Linked DNA regions of Gossypium hirsutum: region 1 is linked to region 2. Evidence: chromatin contacts called from public Hi-C data. All regions are on one chromosome and are shown on one strand. The core of a region is the stretch at or near the end of the contact, and the rest is flanking DNA. Distances in the headings are between cores, read along the strand shown. Region 1 holds the start of LOC107920931 (NAC domain-containing protein 62). Region 2 holds the start of LOC107922471 (DNA-binding protein BIN4).

Evidence for each region. A called contact is a pair of places that touch in the nucleus more often than the background predicts.
Region 1: a Hi-C map of leaf shows a contact between it and region 2, with 2.3 times the contacts expected there. The contact joins the promoter of LOC107920931 here to the promoter of LOC107922471 in region 2. A contact is called at or near these places in 4 of 34 Hi-C or Micro-C datasets (callus and leaf).

Annotation. Positions count from the first base shown.
Region 1 is chrA08:87,806,543-87,809,242 of Gossypium_hirsutum_v2.1, reverse strand. It overlaps LOC107920931 (NAC domain-containing protein 62), which reads right to left and starts at 1,321. Exons shown (of 5, transcript XM_016850765.2): 1 at 668-1,321; 2 at 83-385; 3 at 1-4. The coding sequence starts at 1,114.
Region 2 is chrA08:87,527,200-87,530,270 of Gossypium_hirsutum_v2.1, reverse strand. LOC107922471 (DNA-binding protein BIN4) reads right to left here and starts at 1,573. Exons shown (of 12, transcript XM_016852520.2): 1 at 1,182-1,573; 2 at 796-973; 3 at 545-606; 4 at 1-198. The coding sequence starts at 1,229.

The DNA.
Region 1 (2,700 bases), core at 72-2,571, 280 kb before region 2:
CGACCTAAAACCGAACAACATTAATGCTATAGCAATTATTAAAAAACAAAATCTAAAATCCAAATTCAGTTTCCTTTTTCACCTTGTCAGTCACAATTTCTGCCACTTGACCGGTTACACTGTAAGCTTTAGAGTCAACGATATTGCACTCTAACATAGGTGGAACAGCGTTAGAAACCACATCATTTGGCGGGCCCCAAGAAAAAGTTCCATTGTTATGGGGAAACTTTGGTTGGGCTACCCCTTCCAGCGCAGGTGAGTCTTGAGGCCCTTCTAACTCAGACTGCATGTCTTCAGTAGGAGAAGATACATCAACTTCATCACCATTGGTATCTTCAATGCTCTCGTCTTGTTTCTTGAAGAGACGACAAATTACAAACGGATTCTGCACAAAAATAACGAATATGTGAAAAAACTATCACCCGAACTTCAACACATTATCAACAATTGACCCAACAACACTAGAAATCGTGTACAAAACAGAACTATGAACCCAATTGAAAACAGAAATCAATGTAAACGGAGTCGCATAACAATTCTTGCACCAAAATTAAACCACATCAAGGAAATTCGTGATGTCAACTAATTTACACTACTCATATTCAAAACCAACCTTTATCTTCCATGATCATAGGGAAAAGGGTAAGTAAAGGGTAAAAGGAGGAACCTGTCCAGGCTTGGTGCCGTCAAGCTCAATGAGTGTAGTACGGTACTCGTGCATAACCCAATTAGTTCGCTTCCCCCTAGGAGCCCTGCCGGTATAAAACACCAGACTTTTCTTCATGCCGATCAAGCAGGACCCAGACTTAATCTTACGATCCTTACCCGTAGCCTTCCAGTAACCAGCTTTAGTAGCCCTATTAAGCCTATTGCCGTTTGGATACTTCCTGTCGAGTGGGCAAAAGAAAAACCACTCGGGATCACGAGTCTCTATAGCAGACATATGAGGTAAATCCCAGGGCTCACATTTACAAACATCGATTTCACGAATGACTTCAACCTCATCGTTTCTTTTTCCGTTTATCTTAGCCCGTAAGTAAAAATCGATCAATTCCTCGTCCGTTGGTCGGAACCGAAATCCGGTAGGCAGTGAATTCAGTGATAGAACAGCCATGACAAATGTTGATAAAATAAATTTATAAGAGTTTCGTTGAGTGATTTTCAGAAAAAAATTTTAAAAAGAAAAGAAAAGAAAAGAAAAGGAGATTCAAGGAGGGATAGTATTTTGGAAGATTAAAGGAGAAGAAGATGGCCCATGCTTTCAGTTGATACAAAGGAAAATAGTTTAGAAAGTAGTCAACTCTTTTATTTATATTTATTTATCTTTAATTTTAACGTTATGCATTGACTTTATCCGAGCTTCAATCCGCGTATGGTTTATGCTTTTACTAATATGCCCAAATACAGAAGATTGTTTTAATATTGCATGTAGGTATTTTTGTTATAAAACGAAGGGCGTATTATTAGAAGGCCAGTGAAAATTTGAGTAAGCCAGCTAATGAAATTCTGACATGTGGCGTCATGTTGAAAAGCGTGAGGTTTAGAGAACTTATAAAGTGCCAGCATAACAAACTGGTCCGAGCGTTTCCTACTTTGGGGGTTTTTTACAATTATTTACCACGTGGTTTGTAGGTTTTTTTTTTACCTAAATAATATAAAAAAATAAAATTAATAACTGAAATGATGTCCATAAGATTATTTACTAAAATTGTAAGAATTTATTGGTGCGCCTATTAAATTGGTGGTATTAGACTGAAATGTAATTATCTAAAGTATTAAGAGATTTAATGTGAAAATTTTTATTTTAAGTGGCTGCTAGAGAAAAAAAAAGGTGAATGGGTGCTCCTAGGCATCAAACCTTAAATGTGGCTAATTACCTTGTAAGTCCTCCTTATTTATTATTTTTTTTATTCCCGTTTAACTCACTATATTGTGTTTTAAACAAGCCCTTAACCTATTTTTATAGTTAAGTAAGCCCTTAAGTTATGATTTTTACTCATAAAATCCCTTTATTTTAATAATAAAGTAAATATATTTTTCTTAAAGTAAAGTTATTTAAAAAATATAAACTAATTAGAATTTTGTGCACTAGAAAGAAATTAAAGCTTGAAACTTACTTGTTGAGGCTTAATACTGTAGCATTTCCACAACAAAGGGACTTATGTGTTGAGCTAATAAATTACTAGCTCGGGACGTTCAAAATAAAGATTATTGGACTTCTAATTTCATTTTAACCTAGTTCTTAATTGGGTCACTAAAGCTGGACAGCCTGCCACGAAAAATTAGGCCCAAACCATCCATTAAGGGAAGAAAGACCCCAAACTACCCATTGGGATGCCCAACCGTCCAAAAAAGACTTGGTAAATAGCAAAATAAGCAAAAAGCCTTCATTCCTCAAAAATTGCAAATCGTTCACCTTTATTCTCATTCCATGCAACCTCTTCTACAAATTAAGCTCCACAATGAAAGCATATCCATTCCTTTTCCACAATTCAAGGGTCGGCCATCCCACTCCATTTAGTATAAATAGAGGCCTTTGCTCTCCATTTCAAGCATTCATCATTCCTCAGTCATTCAAGCATCTCTCTTCTCTCATTTTCATTTCTTCATTTTCTTTACATTTGAGAGAAACTTGAGTGAGCAATTTTATAGTGTTAAAGCTCTCAAGACCGGCCACCTGAGGAGTAAATTTGCATTAAA
Region 2 (3,071 bases), core at 324-2,823:
CCTTGCTTTTACCCCCTTCTTTGGAGATTTTCCTTTAGAAGTCTTCTTTAGTGGAGACCTGTTGGCCCTGCCAGTCAGAACTGGATCACTTGCCTCTCCACTCTCTTGAGATAGAGACACTTTCTGCTTCCCTTGAGGAGAATGGCCAGGAGAAGACTCAGAATCGGATGATAACGACCATATCGAATGATTTACTGCCTGTTCAACATCTAACCACTTTCATCAGCTTCAATATTAACAGTGGTCCTCCAATCTAATCAGATTCATACCACGTTGGATATCTTTCTGTAGTAAACGTCTCAAACATATGAAGTAAAATTTACATTATAAAACTTTTATCATACTGTTAAATAAATGAAAATGGTTTTGTTCTACGATGAAATGATTCTTTCCAAAGCAAAATGTCTTTATTTTCATAAATTTCAAAACGATATCTAAAATCAATTTTTTAAGTTTGATGACATTTTTGATAAACCATGAAATGCAATAATAAAGGAGAACCCAGATTTAGGCAATCCCAAGGCAATATAATGTGATACCGTACATGAGATCCCAAGTGTTTCTCAGACATTTCTTCCGCAGCGACCTTTCCATCCTCCTCACTCCCTGCATCATTGCTAAAAGTTCATATTGCACAAGTTGTAAATAACGAGGTCAAAATCAAAGAAAGGGTTCAGAAATCAGAAGCTGAAATATTATATACTTTAAACAATTCATTAAAGCATCATTTCAGTTATTTGGAAACAACCCTTGCGTCAGTTCCTAACTATCATAGGAGAATTACTCCTTTTCTACCTTCAGAGTCCTTGAAGGCGTCGTTTTCCTTCTTTCCAGAAGGCTTTTGATTTACTTTATCGTGGTTTCTCTTTTCCAATGTGTCTTCATCATCAGCATCAGTTTTATCAACCCTACGCGGGCTACCATTTGGAGAAGAATTGGAATCCGAAGATAATGTCAGCGTAGAAGTCGGTGCCTAAAAACAAGGTAAATTCTCGCAAACCAGTAAGAAAACAATGTAAAGGTGCAACAGCTGGCTAACTGCTATACGGTTACAAAAAGAAAAGAGAACAATCTGATTAAACGTTAAACTTTAGCCATGAAAATAATGGGGAAAAAGCATGGTGCAGAGTGTCAAACAAATAAAAACATTTTAGAAGCTAAAGAAAGCAGGGTAAATATACCTGAAAAGAGCGCAGCCAATCTGGAGAATCTTCCCTGGAATTGTTCATTCCGCACCAATTATTCTTCCCTGATATTAGATTATACAAATTTATAACTCAGCAGCACTTATAAGCTGCGAAAACACAAAGCAAAATCCAAAGAAAATGTGAACAGAGAAACCCTAAAAGCCTAATTATGCACTGGGTAGCTGAACCAAACAAATTAAGAGTAATGCAACGGTGCCGGGTGTAGAATAGATCAAAGAGAAGTAAAAAAAAAAGAAACAGAAGAAGAAAGGAAAATTGAAAGTGATGAGTAGCAGAGAAAAAGAAATGGTAGAAATGAAAATGGAAGGAGAGGGAAAGAAGGAACAAGAGAAACGGAAGGGGGCTTATGGAGTTCTAGGCCCAATACCCTACAGATACAGATTCGATTTGAGGATTGATACAGAGTTTTTGAGTTAGGGCTTTATTTACACTGGGCTTTATTGGGCTCTGTTGAGGAGAGTTTGGGGCGAGGGAATTTGACCAGTTACATGATATTCAATCCAGGTGAAACCTTTTTTCTTTTTGTTTACCAGATACATACATTGACAGATGCAGCAAACCCATAATAACATGCCAATCAATAGTGCTATATCGGACTTGCTTCTCAACATACACGAACTTCCATTGTTTTTGCTCAAAATCCTACTTTGGACGCTCTTCTTGTCCATTTGCTTTTTCCTCAACACTCTAAAGTTGCTGCTCCCTTTTACTAGCCAACTTTACGTCTATCAATCCGATTAATATGTTAAACTACAATGTGCATATAGTTTTGGAAATTGAAGTTTGAGAAAAAATAAGAAAATCATATTTTTCTTATTATTTTTATTTTAAAATTGATTTTTTTTCATTATTTTTTGGTTCAGTTTTATCTTTGATTTTTTATATATAATTTTTCTTTTTTTTTAAAAAAAGTAATATATATTTTTAATTTCTATGGATTTTTAATAAATATTAATTTATTTCTTTTAATTTTTCAGTGTAATTGAATTGTATGGTTAAATTGGAATCAGAGGTCTTATTCAATCAATTTAACCTCCATTCTCGTTTTTACAACATTGATGTTAGCTTATATGCGAAATAAGCTATCATTGTATAAATGATCTAAGCTTTTTATTTTGAATATATAGACTTCTTTAATGTTTACATATTAGTTTATTTTAGACATTAGGTTTACAAAGTTGTTTAAGAGAAATATTGTAATTGATAGGTGTAATTAGGTGTATGCAATCACAATCCTTCTACGCTTATTTTAGTTTACTTTTGAGTAAAATCAAGTCGTTTTAGGATTAAATTGTGTTTTTGGTCATTTGTAAGTATGTTTGTGTTTTTGTGTCATTTTTAGCACTTTGATCTTATTCTATACTTTTGTTAATAGATTATGCTTAAAGGTGCACTTGTGAATGTGTAGGTGTGTAGAATGCTAAAGTGCACAACGGTTTGAAGGTTCTTGAACAGAGAGTCATGCCACGATGTAAGGGACTGAGATAGCATAAAGTCACTAAGGTTGGAGATCGCAATGTTAATTGATTGAAGATCGCAACCTAACTCACTGCTTGGTAATATCTTGTAGCTTGGGTTCGGTCACAGGACCGGGTTATGGGTGTTACATTTAATGGTATCAAAGCTACGGTTTAGTGGATTCTAAGATTGAAACATAGCTCGTACGAGTCTAGAAATACATGTCACTTATAACCGGTGATTATGTGATGCCTTCAGATCCGATTTGATTTTGGTTTTTTTTATAGATAAAAGATTTTAGCTGAGTTTAATCACGCTGCACCTAATAAAATAGATAGTAATGTTCCAACTCCTAAGCAATGAGCCGCTTAGAGTGTGCCCTCGATTCAAAGGCATGGAAGTGTG